Regions from separate parts of the Mus musculus genome. Here region 1 is linked to region 2. A link is a contact called in public Hi-C data. All regions are on one chromosome and are shown on one strand. The core of a region is the stretch at or near the end of the contact, and the rest is flanking DNA. Distances in the headings are between cores, read along the strand shown.

Evidence for each region. Hi-C and Micro-C count contacts between places; a contact is called where the count stands out from the background.
Region 1: a contact with region 2 is called in a Hi-C map of the N1E-115 cell line, with 4 times the contacts expected there. The contact joins two enhancer-like sites. A contact is called at or near these places in 2 of 484 Hi-C or Micro-C datasets (the N1E-115 cell line and muscle stem cells) and 1 of 115 datasets of contacts at active chromatin or transcription factors (embryonic stem cells).

Annotation. Positions count from the first base shown.
Region 1 is chr8:10,664,661-10,671,973 of GRCm38.p6, forward strand. No RefSeq gene overlaps it. Among named protein-coding and RNA genes, the nearest start is that of Gm32330, 5.0 kb to the right of the region's middle. Within about 2 kb of position 1,286, at least 121 of the 459 cell types and tissues checked have an H3K27ac peak or open chromatin away from gene starts, as enhancers often do. A contact at or near this core is called in the N1E-115 cell line, where this site is marked.
Region 2 is chr8:10,435,973-10,443,215 of GRCm38.p6, forward strand. It overlaps Myo16 (myosin XVI), which reads left to right. Exons shown (of 35, transcript NM_001319151.1): 18 at 2,827-2,944; 19 at 3,661-3,732; 20 at 6,246-6,387. Among named protein-coding and RNA genes, the nearest start is that of Gm51561, 9.4 kb to the left of the region's middle. Within about 2 kb of position 3,704, at least 10 of the 459 cell types and tissues checked have an H3K27ac peak or open chromatin away from gene starts, as enhancers often do. A contact at or near this core is called in the N1E-115 cell line, where this site is marked.

The DNA.
Region 1 (7,313 bases), core at 36-2,535, 230 kb after region 2:
GTCAGTGTGATGCTGGTATTGGTTGCAACTTCCCAAACATAAAGTATGCCCATTTCTTGGATCACTAACTCAAATACACTAATGCTACCACTACAGATAAACAAACAAACAAACACAGAAGTCATTCCTTGCTTTGGATTGAGATAAATACTTCTTAGAGAATTCCCTTATGTTTATGTAGCTTTCTATATTTGAATGAGACAGAGCAAAGATCTGAACAATAATATTCATGTTTACAGCTAGCCTTCTTGGATCAGTGCCCAAGTGAGGTGGCTAATAGGATCAGCTCTGCGGCCTACTGTACCTCCATGCCCTCCCTGGGGAAGCTGCACCCTGGCACCACACTGGGATCTGGAATCCAAAGAATGTGTTTGCATTTATCCCACAACTCTCCTTTACTCAGGGGTCCACCCCTGGGATTCCATTCTGGTGACTTTCAAACGTGTAATTACTCATTAGTCCGTTCCCACAGTCATGGGGAGGACTTGTTTACTGTTCAGAGAGGGTGGGGAACGGAGTCTGGGAGTCTGCGTCAGTTGAATATCATGAATAAACACACATCTGCCGTGACCACAGCGTTCCTGAGCACTGGAGATTTAGGAATCAAAGTCTATGTCTTCGTTCTTCAGCTCTGGCACTCTCGGAAATTTGCCTGTAGACCGTCCAATAGCAGCCCCTGGTCCCGCCTGCGTCTAAGGCTCCTGTCAATAAATGATGAGCTGGGTTTGTGCAGCTTGCACTTCTATGTTTCTTGAGAGACCTGGTTCTGGTTAACACAGCCCTGTACTTTGGCCACACAGAGTTCTGGTGTCTCCTCAGGAGGTGAGAAAAGATGTGCCTCCCCGTGTCACAGCTCTCCAATACAACAGAAAGAGGCTCAAATCACATGCACAGAGCACTGGGCAGTGGGGAATCTCATCTGCAATCACCACAGGGCACAGTGAGTCCCCAAACCTCACACAAGCATACTTAGTTGCTGAGAATCACCCACCGGTGGTGTATTCACTTGGTCTGGCCTTGAAATATTTAGGCCATGAAGATAGTCTATGGATTGTGTAAATGACATTTTTTTTTGTTTTTGAGACACAAGTGCACGCAGAGTTGCCAAGCCAGTCAGTAGAGTATTATCTATAAAACAAACACGCCAGAACACCTTTCCTCAAGTCCCCCTTTTACCTCCAGGCCTCAAGCACCAAATTGGAGTTCACAGTGTTACAATAAGGTCTCCCTGCAAGTACAGATCCAATGCCAAGAGGATGGAGGGAGTTGTCTAGGGAACAGAGTAGGAGGACTGGGCTTAGTGACTAAGAGTTGTATTCTGGCTGAGATGCTAATGTTCCGGTGACCTCAGCCAAGTCCTGTAAATTGTTACTATCTGCAAAGTGGAGATAATCGACAGCCCTGCCCATCCTGCAGGAAGGCCGGCAGAGACTAATTAGAGAGCTCATTTGAGATTCAAAGTACTTTGTGGCCCACAAGGAAAGTGTTGGAAGAACAAAGGAAAAAGCTTGCGCTCTGCTCCTGCAGTCTGGGGACCACACCAAAGACTCTCCCAGGAATTCATCTGTTGGAGCACCAGTGTTTGTTAATTAACTGGTATTAGGAAGTCATTGTGGCTACCAGGGGTTAATGGAAAGACTGAACTTGCTGAGATGGGTCTATAGAGGTGTAAATCGAGGCTTCCTTTGCTGAAGGAGAGGAAGGGGTCCCTAAGCTAAGCATCAGGCTGCCTGGAGTTAGACATCCAGTCTTGCAACTATCTTCTAGAAATTCCAAGCAGGTTGCATGCAATATAGACATGTTTCATTTCAATGTAATAAAAACAAAAAGAAAACAGAGCTATTATTATTTTTACTATATCTAAAACAAAATTATTTTAAGAAATAAAGAGAACAAATTCATTGAGATGCCCTCAGTAATTCTTTTGTAATTTTGGAGAAGAGTTTTATCCATGTAGGAAATGGTATGGGAGCCTGTACACAGAGGTACACATGCATATATGTGTGTACGTACACACACACACACACACACACACACACACACACACCAGCCAAATCAGTTGTCTAGCAAGAAACCAGCATGATATTCAGGGACCCTTCCAGAAGAGTTTGGAGACCACCAAAGATGAAGTGAATGGTAACTTCAGAGTGAATGAAATTGATCCCCAGAGTTTCCAAAGCATGGCTCTGTGTTGCAGGAGGAGCCCGGGGAGCAGATGGGACATTATGAGAGCCAGTGAGATGCCTGTTTTTTCATTGACACTGCCTTTTGGCAGTACAGTCCATGGAAGCCATAGGACAGAGAGAAAGGGGTGTTACTGAAGATCCAAGGACCTTGCTCCCCGACCTGTGTGCTTCCTTTCTCTCCCGAGTGGGTACCCAGATGTGTGCATAAGCAGGTGCATGAAGTCTAGATGTCTCTAGACAACCCAAGCATTCTGGTTGGATACTGCTCTACAGAGGCAAAGCATGAAACACCGCAACGGGGTTCAGAACATGTCATCCTGAAACAGATTCTTTGAACATGAAGAAATCAAGAGACAGGGAAAGTGCCTTGGTCTCCAATGTTAATCCTGGAAGCACAGAAGAAAAAGAATAAGATAATGGAGGCTCAGGAAACTCAGAGCTAGAATGCTGTCGTTGGCCAACATGGGGGTTTTACTACACTTGGTCAGTCTTGGATTCTGGGGCCTGGATTGTTGATGGAGGCTGGCAGGAGAACCCTCCTTACGAGAACATCCTTAAGGGAGATAAAGCCATCCTTCCCTTCCCTAAGCTTCCCAGATCTTTGAAGGTCTCAGAGAGCATACTAGGTAGATTCCTAAGCAATGTCTAACAGACAAAAGTCATAGGAAACATGTTGCCCCCTGGCCTCTTCCAACATAAGGGGACCACAGAAACTAGGTGCTTTCAGCAGTGCTGCTCCAAAATTGGGATTGAGAGGAGTGAGTGTGCATGGCACATGGGAATTCATTGCCACTGCACATAACATCCTCTGCACATAATGTTTACTGCACATAACGTCCACCACACATAATGCATACTACGCATAAAGTCTCCTCGAAGCCCAGGCCACTGGTTCTGCCCTCACTCCTGAGCTTTCCTGACACCCTCCTGTGGGGAGCCGCCCTCACATTCGCCGTTACAAGATGGCGCTGACATCCTGTGTTCTAAGTGGTAAACAAATAATCTGCGCATGTGCCAAGGGTAGTTCTCCACTCCATGTGCTCTGCCTTCCCCGTGACGACAACTCGGCCGATGGGCTGCAGCCAATCAGGGAGTGACACGTCCTAGGCGGAGGATAATTCTCCTTAAAAGGGATGGGGTTTCACCATTCTCTCTCTTGCTCTTGCTCTCTGGCTCCTGAAGATGTAAGCAATAAAGCTTTTGCCGCAGAAGATTCCGGTTTGTTGCGTCTTTCCTGGCAGGTCGTGAGAACGCGTTTAAGACCCTCCTACAACCTTGTCTTTTACCTTTTGCCTCTGTCTTCTTCTGTGCACTTGCATATCTTGGCTCCTGTCTGTCCCGGCTGGCCAGTTGGCCCTCATCAATGGAGAAGGAAGACGGAAGCTTTCTGACCCAGTGAGCTCAGACCTGCCACTCCTGTAAGGAACAGAAAGTGTATGTCTGCCTCTCGTCTCACACATAAACTTTTGTCACACACACACACACACACACACACACACACACACACACACACACCCTACCCTTGGTATTGCCCCAAGGCAGCACTTTTGCTGAATGAAGCATACCCGTTGGTTCCTCTTCCTTTTACCTCCTGCTTAAGTCAGAGCTGCTGAGAGATGCTATGGATTCACAGCCATCGCCCACAAACAGAGCCTTCTGCCCCAGACTCCAGGTGTGGCCAAATGTCATCTCTTAGCATCTGGGCTCATAATTCATGGCTTGGCATCCTCCCTCAAAGGCTAACCTTAGAGTTATCCAGCTTTTGTGCTTCAGGTGGGACTTGCCATGCCAGTCATCTCCTAGAGGAATTCTGCACACAGAATCACAAAGGGACAGCATGAATGCCAGCTTGTCACTGAGGTCTGCAAGGACATGCTGATCTGGAGCACAGAACATGGTGGTCACAGCAGCCATCATGGCTACCATACTCAGGGATGAGCCTGAGGGTAGATGTCCATTCCTAACCTGGCCCTAGTTCCTAGCACCATACCTGCCAAGCACACTTTGTGTACAAGCTTGCTGTAGAATCTATAAGACAAAAATTGAACAGGGTGGGTTCATCTCCCCCTGGGGACTCCTACCCTGATTTTTGTGCAAGAAATCTTCTTGTTTGTATGTGCTTCAAGACTTTCATCTATGATTCTAGATATTAAATCAACAAACTATATATATATATATATATATATATATATATATATATATATATATATATATATATATCACAAAATCCAAGATAAAGTTTAAAATTATTTCCTACCACTTTAAAAATATAAATTGTAAAAACAAACATAAATTTTTTGCCCCTTCAGTTTTAACCTTCATCTGAAGTATTGTTTGTCTGGATCTTAGATGATTGTGTCAATGTATTACAGACAAACCATACCAGCTGAATAAATCAGTGTGTGAGAAGTTCCTTGAGATAAAATGAGCAGTACCACACAGTAGGACTATATCCTCTGACCCCTGCACAACAGAGTATGTAAGTGTTCAAGTGTGTGTATGTGTGTGTGTGTGGGGGGGTTATTGTGTGACTGTGAATGAGTGCTATGTGTATATAAGTGTATATGTGTATGAGTGTATTATATAAGTGTGTGTAAGTGCTGTGTATGTGAATGTAAGTGTGTGTGTGTTTGTGTGTGTGTGTGGTGTTTAGAATACTCAACACTAAGTGTTTAAAGAATATTTAAATGGAATCTGGCATTTTTAATGCATCAGTATATTATCATTAGTCACAGTTACAATCTCGTATTTTCTTCATTTCTTTTCCTTGTTTAGCCAAAAAAAATTCTTTTCGCCTCCACCCCACCCTCTGCTTCAAAGAGTGCAATTGCACACTGCAGTGTTTTTAAATAAAACCAAACTGACCACTAAAAGTGTTGTTGGTGACCTCTATAGATGTACACAAGGACTACCAAGCATCTGATAAAAACGGTAAAACACTGAAACATTTATTAATCAGTGCTGCTTTACTGACACTGAAAACCTGTCATGAAGTAGAGCGTCCTCCCTTCCTTTATTATACATAGAGTCATAAAAACGTAAAAAAAAAATCACAAAATATCAAAATGTTAACTACAGCTGTCTCTGAGATACTGCCAGTGACTTTCTTCTTTCTTTATAACTTATACGATCCAAATGTTGACATTGGTCATTCTATTGCTACTATAACAAAATGATCTATTTTAACTTTGAAAACCTTAATCTGTTTTCGTGTGCCTTCCTGTCATTTTATACAGACCACAGCTACAGACAAGCTGTGTCAGTTTCATGACCCCAAGCAGCTACTAATGGTATTGGTGTTGTCCTAACTATCTACCAGGCTCTCTGACATCTGGTCCTCCTGCTGTCTGCATGTGCAATATATAGCATCACTGTGAGAAAGGAGAAGGGAGGAGAGAGAAAGATGTGGGAGTGGAAAGGAGAGAAGGAGGCCAGGACATACAACACCATGCTCTTGAAATGAACGGAGTTCACGTTGCTGATGAGTATGATCTTTAAGTACTCATCTTGGATCATCATTTACAGTAGATTATCACAAAATAGGGGAAATGTACTGTGCAGCACACAAGTGCCAGGGGCAGCTACTGTCTTCGTGTGATTAGAGGTCACAGAGATTGGTCACTGTTGATACTGCTTTGCTCACATCTATTCGTACCATCTTAATAAAGCAAGACTGTGTACACAAGGCTGTGTGTGCAAGAGTGTGAATGATTCCTCATGGATACTTTAGACAATGTGTGGAAGATATTCTAAATTGGTGGAAGCTACTCTGGATTGACAGAATTTATTCTGAATTAGTGGACATTATTCTGGTTTGGTAAAATCTATTCTGAATTGGTAGATACTACTCTGGATTGCTTTCTAAGATGTTGATTATTATTATTATCATCATCATCATTTAGAAGGGGGAATCAGTCTACATAAGCATTTCACCACAACGTAAACCTTGCACTGTGTACACTTAAATATTGTACTGTGTCCTATAATACTCCACCATGTTTATGTTATGTGTCAGCTAAAAATAAATTTGATTTATAAAAGTAAAGCCTAATAGGATGTGATGTATAGTGTTGCCAAGGACCAGCCTCAGCTTGGAGAGGAGATCCTCAGAGAAGGGGTGTTTGAGAATGGCAAAAAAAAAAAACAAAAACAAAAAAAAAAAAAAAAAAAAAAAAAACACTTGAAGTCAATCATGGGTACAAGCTGATCACTTTTGTTCAGCTGAGACAGCTTTCTCTGGGGATCTCCAGACAGTGCAACCAGATAGCTCAGCTCTCTCAGACCAAGGCCCAGTCTTTTATTTACATAGCAATTCAGCCATTTACTCCAAGTTCCCTTTTGATTTTCTCATGAATCAGTATTTCATAACCACAGCCCCCTGATTCTTAGAAAAAGATAGCAGGCACATTTTCAACGATGCAAATGAATGCAGAGATCTTCCTGTCTCTGTAGGCACAAATAATAAGCTTAGCTGGTTGGGATCCTGTCCTGAGATTACCATTCCTACTTACCTACCCGAACCTAAATTCTCTCTGTCTCAGGTTGACCTTGAAAGGAATCTGACCACCTTTGTATCTGCCTGCCTTTGTATCTTTCTGACAAGTTGACTCACAGTAGTACAGTTGCCTCTGTTATTTTAGGTCTGTGAAGCCATTTATATAATTCATATTGCAGCTTTTATTTTGCATAGGTGAGAAGTTATATATTCTTAAACTCATGTTCTCAAAGTTCTTTCCCACAGCCTTAAGGGCTGTCTTGAAGGTCACAAGGTTTATATCTTTGCTAAGGATATAGGCACACCCTTGCCTCCCAGAGTCATGCTATCTCTGGTTATCATGGAGTCCTTAACCTTTGCAGAGAGGACATTCCCCCATAGGAGGAACATAAAGTAAAATATACAAATAAGCCTTACACCTAGCAACTGTCAACACTTGTGGAGGCCCACACCCTGATGGCTCTGTTCCAGGGGCAGGAAACCATGTCATACCATTCCCTTCTGCATGGTCAAGCAAGACTCAGCATAGTGTGTTCTCTTAGGTTCTGCCTGTGTCTGCCTAACTTCCAATAGAGACCAGTGAGAGCCCTTCAAGGATTACTGAGTTCCAAAGGAGAAATCTTTTTCTCAAA
Region 2 (7,243 bases), core at 2,454-4,953:
CCTCAGTGTAGCCCAAGGGTTGCTGCCAGCTCTGACAATGTTTCAGCAGAGAACGTGGTCTATATGGCCTCCTGGTGCTGACTGTCCAGCCTGGGCAGGAGACAAGGGAGCAGGATGAATGGGTGGTAGATCCCTGGAAGGCAGAGATACACGGATACAGTAACAAGGCATTGATGTTATCTCATTTGTTTGCCTATTTCTTTCTTCTTTCTTCTTCTTCTTCTTCTTCTTCTTCTTCTTCTTCTTCTTCTTCTTCTTCTTCTTCTCCTTCTTCTTCTTCTTCCTCTCTCTCTCTCTCTCTCTCTCTCTTCCTTTCTTTAATATATATGGGAGTTGTGCTTGCACATAGTGCCTGTGGATGACAGAAGAAGGTATTGGGTCCCTTGGAACTGGAGTTACATACAGTTTATAAGCTACCTTGTGGATACTGGGAATCAAACCCAGGTCTTCTCCAAGAGCACCCCCACTCCAAAATACTGAGCCCGCTCTCCAGAACCATCATTTTCAATAGAAATATAAGAAAAAAAAAACCTTTCACATACATATTTAGAATAAACCAGATAACTGTGTTGTCTGAACCATGAGAAAACTGGCTAAGCTGAAGAAACCATACTGTTAAAATGGTCACCCTGCAAACTAACATAATCACTTTACTTAAGTATCTTCTCTAGCAGGCTAGAGCAGGCAGGGAAATTTCTAGCCCTCTGCTGTGCCAGAGCAATTTCAAAGATAACAGAGAGGCCTGTGGTCAAGCCAGGCTGCCTAGGACTTATAGTCTGCTCTGGATACTGGGCACTTGTCATGTGACAAAGGAGGCTAAAGAAATGAACTTTTTGTTTGTTTGTTTATTTGTTTGTTTGTTTGTTTGTTTTCTGGGTTTTTTTGGGGAGGGTTGTTTGTTTTGTTTTGTGTTTTTCGAGACAGGGTTCTCTGTATAGCTCTGGCTGTCCTGGAACTCACTTTGTAAAACAGGCTGGCCTCGAACTCAGAAATCCACCTGCCTCTGCCTCCCAAGTGCTGGGATTAAAGGCGTGCACCACCACTGCCCGGCTTTGTCATGTGACAAAGGAGGCTAAAGAAATGAACTTTTTGTTTGTTTGTTTATTTGTTTGTTTGTTTGCTTTTTTGTATCTTAAAATATTAATTTGAATTTAAATAGCCATGTGGTTAGGGATTATTGCTCTGAATGGGTCTGGTCCTGAGAATTAGACATGAATGGTTAGGCCCCTGAGGATGTTCTTGGACGTCATTTCTGTTTTCCTGATGTGGTATCTCTTCTCCCTCAATATGGAAGTAATGTAGATTGGGCCAAATCCTCAGGGACAATGAGCAAGAGGTCACTGGGGACCCCAGCGAGCCCCGCAGCTCCATCCCAGATGTAGTCTGAAGTATGAGCTCCTTCTCCTTCCTTAGAAGTGTGTGTGTCATGCTTGCCCACAGTCTTGGGCAACGGGGGCTGGAGGAAGCATAAAAGACAATTGATAAATGGCTCACCCTAAGTGGATTCACTGAGACACTTTGTTCAAACAGGCCCCACACCTTTAAGAGCATGGAGTTCCACAGTGAGAGGCAGTCTGATGATGTCTTGTTCTTTTGACCCTGGTTATTCAATTTCTACATGTCTGTCTTTTTCTGGCCCTGCCCACTTGCATGCTCTGTATTAGCGCTGGCTTCCGTGATGTCTCTTTTCTTATCCTCACTCCCCAACCTGGAGTTTCTAGATCCTGTAGGGAACAGGAACACAGACAGGGGCAGGGCACCATTTTACCAAAATATCATCCACTTGGAAACGCCTTTCAAGTTCCACAATTGATCCTCAAAGGCAGGACAGGCAAAACACACCTGCTGACTGGCATAGCTGATGGAGACGGCAGTGCATTTACACAAACGGCCTGATGTCCATCCCTTCATCGTAAGCCTTTGAAGCAATGTGAAGAACAAAATCTGTTCCACTTTGGAGTGGTGGCCTTAGTCCATGACAATTCAAAGGATAGTATTTCTGGCCGATAAGGCCTTCAGAGCAAAATCTGCAAGGGCTTGTGTTTCTTAGAGCAAAACCTGCAAGGGCTTGTGGTTCTTTGAGACTACTTTGCAGAGAAGCCTCCATCTCTGCACCAACCATATCCAGTAGCAGGCAAGCTGACAAGGCAGGGGGACACCACTGCACCACTACAGACAAAAGCGGGACCCCAGAACTCCTCCTCCTTCCATGGGGAGTTTTCCTCTGATTCAGTTTCACTGCATTATATCGTGGGTTATAGTGAACACTCAAAGCTCTGTCTTCCTCACTGAATAAATCATACCCCCCCCCCCCGAGAACAGCACAGGCCCTCCTTGCCTGTGTAGAGGTGACTACCTTGCAGAGTCCAGTGGGAAATGCTGCCTTCTGTTAATTATGGAATGCTATACCTAAGAATTGCTTGAGATCAGTACCTCCAGGTGCTTACTTTATAAATGGGAAAGTGGCAATTCCCAGCTTCAGGTCCCACTCTTCCCTCAGTTCCAGGCTTCCAGACCAGGCCCTCCTCTCCTGTTCCCTGCACCCATGTGCAAGAACAGCTTGGGACAGTGGGGTGTTTCCTGCAAGTGATTGGACTACAATCACTATTTATATATATATATAATAATGATTATCCAGAACACACTGATTCATACCAGAACAGCAATTTAGGGCAACGCACATGGAGCTGAGATTTGATTTTGAGCAGTTTCTTGAATCTCCCACTGTGGGTCTGAAGAGTGGCAAGCCCAACCCCACCAGAATGCTCCCGGTTGCTTGGAGCTCCCACCTCTGAATTATTCTATCTGTTCTCTGTAAACACTTAGGAGGTGGAAAACCTATTCGTTATCCTATCGGCGATACTACACATCGGAGACATTCAGTTCACTGCACTAACAGAAGCTGACTCGGCCTTTGTCTCTGACCTCCAGCTTCTGGAACAAGGTCAGTGGAGCACCACCACCTTGATGGCAAAGTCGTTGGGGGTGCAGTTTCACAGTTTTGCCAGCAGATGGCGACACAGCACAGAATCCGGCTGGCTGCAACAATCACTAGCTGGTCTGAAGTCTTGGGGGGAGGGGAGAACCTCTTTCTTTTCTCGAAAGGGGGTGGTTGACAAACGTGCTTTCGTGGTCCCATTCTGCACAGGGGTATCATCATATACTTTAGATCATTTGATATTATTAGAATATTCTTTGCCCCAACCTGCTGTCCACACAGTATTTGGAGAGGAGTCGTTAGCTAAACATTATAAACTCACAATTACTTTCCTTTAAACACCATGTTCAAAAGCCCCTCTTGTTTGATATTGTTTTCATGGTCACATCTAGTTTTAAAAAAATATCCTCAAACCACGGGCTTCCAATAAATGGCCTATTTTCACCTGTTTCAAAGTTATTTTAATAAGGAATTTGGAAAAAAATAATCCAGCCCTATCTACAAGGGTGGTGAAGGGGAAAATATGTCCTTACTAAATCCAGACAGACACAAGATCCCACCAGTGTCTGGAGTACTAAGGCATTTCTCTAGATGAGTTTAAGCCAGAGAGTAGAAGTTGCTCTCCTTCTAACATGAAGTATGCACACAATGGACACAAATCGCAGTGTTCTTAGTGTTGAAATGCATGGTGCTTTCTTATTTACAGCTGTGTTTGATTTCAGTGGCAGGTATGTTGCAAGTGTCGACCGACGAGCTGGCATCCGCCCTAACAACTGATATTCAGTATTTTAAAGGTAAGTCCTTGTGCAACCTGACTTTTACCTTTGTACAGTCCCTGGGCTTCTTTGAAATGGGGAAATTAAACACAGCCTTGCCTGTCTCCACACGGGGGAAACTGTTTGCATGGACTGAGTGCCAGGAGAAAGCACTGAAAGGCTGCTGTATGGGAACCCTGCCATGCTCCCGGGAGATCATTCTGAGTAACTAGCCCCCTTCCTAATCAACCTGTCAGTTCAGAAAAACAAAGCCATCAATCTAAGAGGATGTATTCTCATAAAACATGGATCTTCATGGGGGAGGGGTGCGGCCTTCTCTCTGCCTTTCCCCGCTCAGAATGGGGGCTGTCATTTATTTGGTGTTTATGAGGGAATGGCATGGAGCCAAATGGTCCGAAGTTTGTCATTTCTGATCTCAAGAATGGTCAGGAGGCGGGCATAACTATTACTCTCCTCAGGGAGGAAAGTAGTCAGATTAAAAGGGGTTAATCACCAGAGATGCCAAGCCACTGGTAAAGAAGCTGTCTACCTTCACAGGGCGGCTTCAGCCCTCTGTGTATGCCTACTCCCTGTGGCACCCACTGGTGCAAGGCCGTGCTCCGTGCACAGGAGACTAGCACTCCTGCATGTGCTTCAGCTATCCACTGAAATGTCAGGATGGATGCCCTTCTTCAACCTTCCTCTTCATAGCTGTGAGGGCTGGCCTCCCCGGGCACTCTATGTCGAACTTACCAGCTGCTTCGTGGGTCTGGCTTGCAGGGATTTTGATGCTTGGCTAATGACCCCTACTGCTTAGAATCCCCCCTTCCATGCTAATCAACATACTGAGTTTTCCCATGATCCATCCAGCTGTTCCCCAGGTTCTGCTGGCTCCCCTTACCCCTCACCCTTCTCTACCAAGTAGGTTGGGTCCCTCTGACCTCTCAAAGAGCTTCCCTCCTCACAGCCCTCCATTTCCTGTCCAGCATCACAGCAGCAGCTTCTGTTGGTGTTTTCTTTCCTCTGGAAGTCGCTCACCTCCACGGGAATGAAATGGAAGTGTGCTTCTCACCTGCGCGCAACAGTCTTTCCAAGACACCACTTTTCTTAGAGAATGCTCCTCCCTATAGGACAGACTTCCAGGCCCCCTTAGCCATTCTTAGCCATGTCTCCATCTACGTCTCTGCTCCCACCTATGTCAAGTGCCTGGAGTTCTCAAGATGCTGCTGGTCTTTCTGAAGACATGTTCTTAGTCGGGGTTCTGTTGCTGTAACAAAACACCATGACCCAAAAGCAAGCCAGGGAGGAAAGGGTTAATTGTGCCTACACTTCTGAGAAGGAGGTCAGGACAGGAACTCAAGAGGGTCAGGAGACTTGAGACAGGAGCTGATACAGAGGCCATAGAGGGATGCTGCTTGCTGTCTTGCTTCGAATGGCTTGCTCAACCTGCTTTCTTAGAGAAACTAGGACCACAGCCCAGGGATGAGACCACCATGGGTTGGGTCCTCCCCGAATTGAGCATTATATGAGAAAATGCCTTACAGCTGGATCTCATGGAGGCATTTCGTCAACTGAGTCTCCTTCTTCTCCGATGACTCTAGCTTGTGTCCAGTTGACACACAAAACCAGCCAGTGCACATGTTAAATTCCGCTGGTCACTCACCATCCGGTTCCCTCAACACATCCCACCCAACCTCCTCTCACCACATTGCCCACCCTTCAGAGCTCCTCAACCACGTGAACCCGGAACTTTCGTGGTGACATCTGGAAGGCTGCACTTGTCCCCTGCCTTAGTGGGCTTTACCGCACCCATGGTTTTGACCGTGCTCTTTCAATTTAGTGAAGTTCTATCTTGTCTCAGTGGTGGCTCCCCTCTCTTTCCTTTCCCTCCAGCCAACTGAGGGACTCTCCCATCCCTGCCATCTGCTCAGCCTTAAGGACTGAGACTTAAGGACACGCCCTGCTGGCCAAGGCCACAGGCGAGCATTCTTGAGCCCGGCATTCACACACTGTCTCATCCAGCAGTACTGTACTGGATCTGCCTGCATCCCAGGTCACCCTAACTCTCTATCCTGAGTCCCTTCACTGGCCTTCCATTCTGGAACTTCTCCTCTCTCAGGATTCCCATGGCTCCACTTGAGAGTGACAGGGGCTTCTTCCCGAAGGCCCTGTTTTGTCCCCTGGACCCACAGGCACATTCTGATTGATTTGACCATTACTCTCCAGACAGGCAAGTGTTCAAATGCCCTGGGCCAGCTCAGTGCCCAACCAGTGAGCTATTATCCGAAAGCTCACTCACAGGACCCTGAGCTAGCTCTCCAACTGAGAGGAGGTGGCTCAGTTGCAGAGAGGTGCAGAGGTATGCGTAGAAGCCTTAGTAAGAAGTCAAGGTACACGACACTTCAGATGTCGATAACTGTCAGGCACCACCTTTCGGGGCCCTTTCTGGACATGGCGGACATCATAGAGTGTGAGTGGGACATAGACAGTTGTGTTGGCTTCTAACAAGGAGACCATTGTCCACAATTCTCCTCTTCCTTTCACTATTCCAGGAGATGTGATAATACGTCGACACACTATCCAGATGGCTGCGTTTTACCGCGACCTCCTGGCCAAGTCACTGTACAGTCGTTTGTTTGGCTTTCTGATAAACACTGTGAATTGCTGCCTCCAGAATCAAGATGAATATAAAAGGTAGGAACAGTGGATGCTTGCATCTATGTTTCGATGTCACACATAATTCAGGAGGTCTGGACACTGAGCCTTTGGTTACCCTGTCACAGCCCCCCTCAGTAGCTGTTAATGTTGATTGCAATGCCACACACAACTCAGGATTACAGGTGCTGGGCCCTGGGTTATCCAGCTGCATGCAATTCAGGTGCTGTGGATGGTGGCCCAAGTGTTACTCTGCTTTAGCCCCACCCTGGAGAGAGGCTTTACCTTACAGCATTGCCCAGGGCTGGCTTCATTCATGCTTCATTTTAGCAAGCTAACCTCTCTGGAAGGTATCAGTAATTATGCTTTAGAACTATAAGCCCCGCCCCACCTTGCCACCCACCAGCACTGAGGGATGAATCAAACTGTCTCTCATGCATAGATATGCAAATGTGTTCTCTCTAGAATGAAGGTATAGATGTGGCCTTTTGTGCACGAGAAGAATAGAAATTTCATGACTCTAGGAACAAGACAGTCTAAGAATATCTAAAGCTCAGGGGTTGGTGAAAGCCCACGTGTGTCTCTTTCAGAGCCAGTTTGATGATGTGTATGACTCTGCCTTGAGATTCCTCACCTGCTTCACGCGTTGTTTGACAAAGGGTCTCTGTGGTAATCCTCTTGGCTCATACCCTTAATCATCTCTAAGCAGTAGCTTTTCAGGGCTATTTGATCACCTAAAAATTATAGATTCCCCTGGCATTTTGTCAATGAAAACCTCCGTTATTATTCTTGTTACTGGTAATGACCTTGAAGAGACATCTGAAAGTAAAATCACACTCAGAAGTCTTCACAGGCATGCTTGACTTTGAATGAAACTCTGAGAATTTTTCTGCTG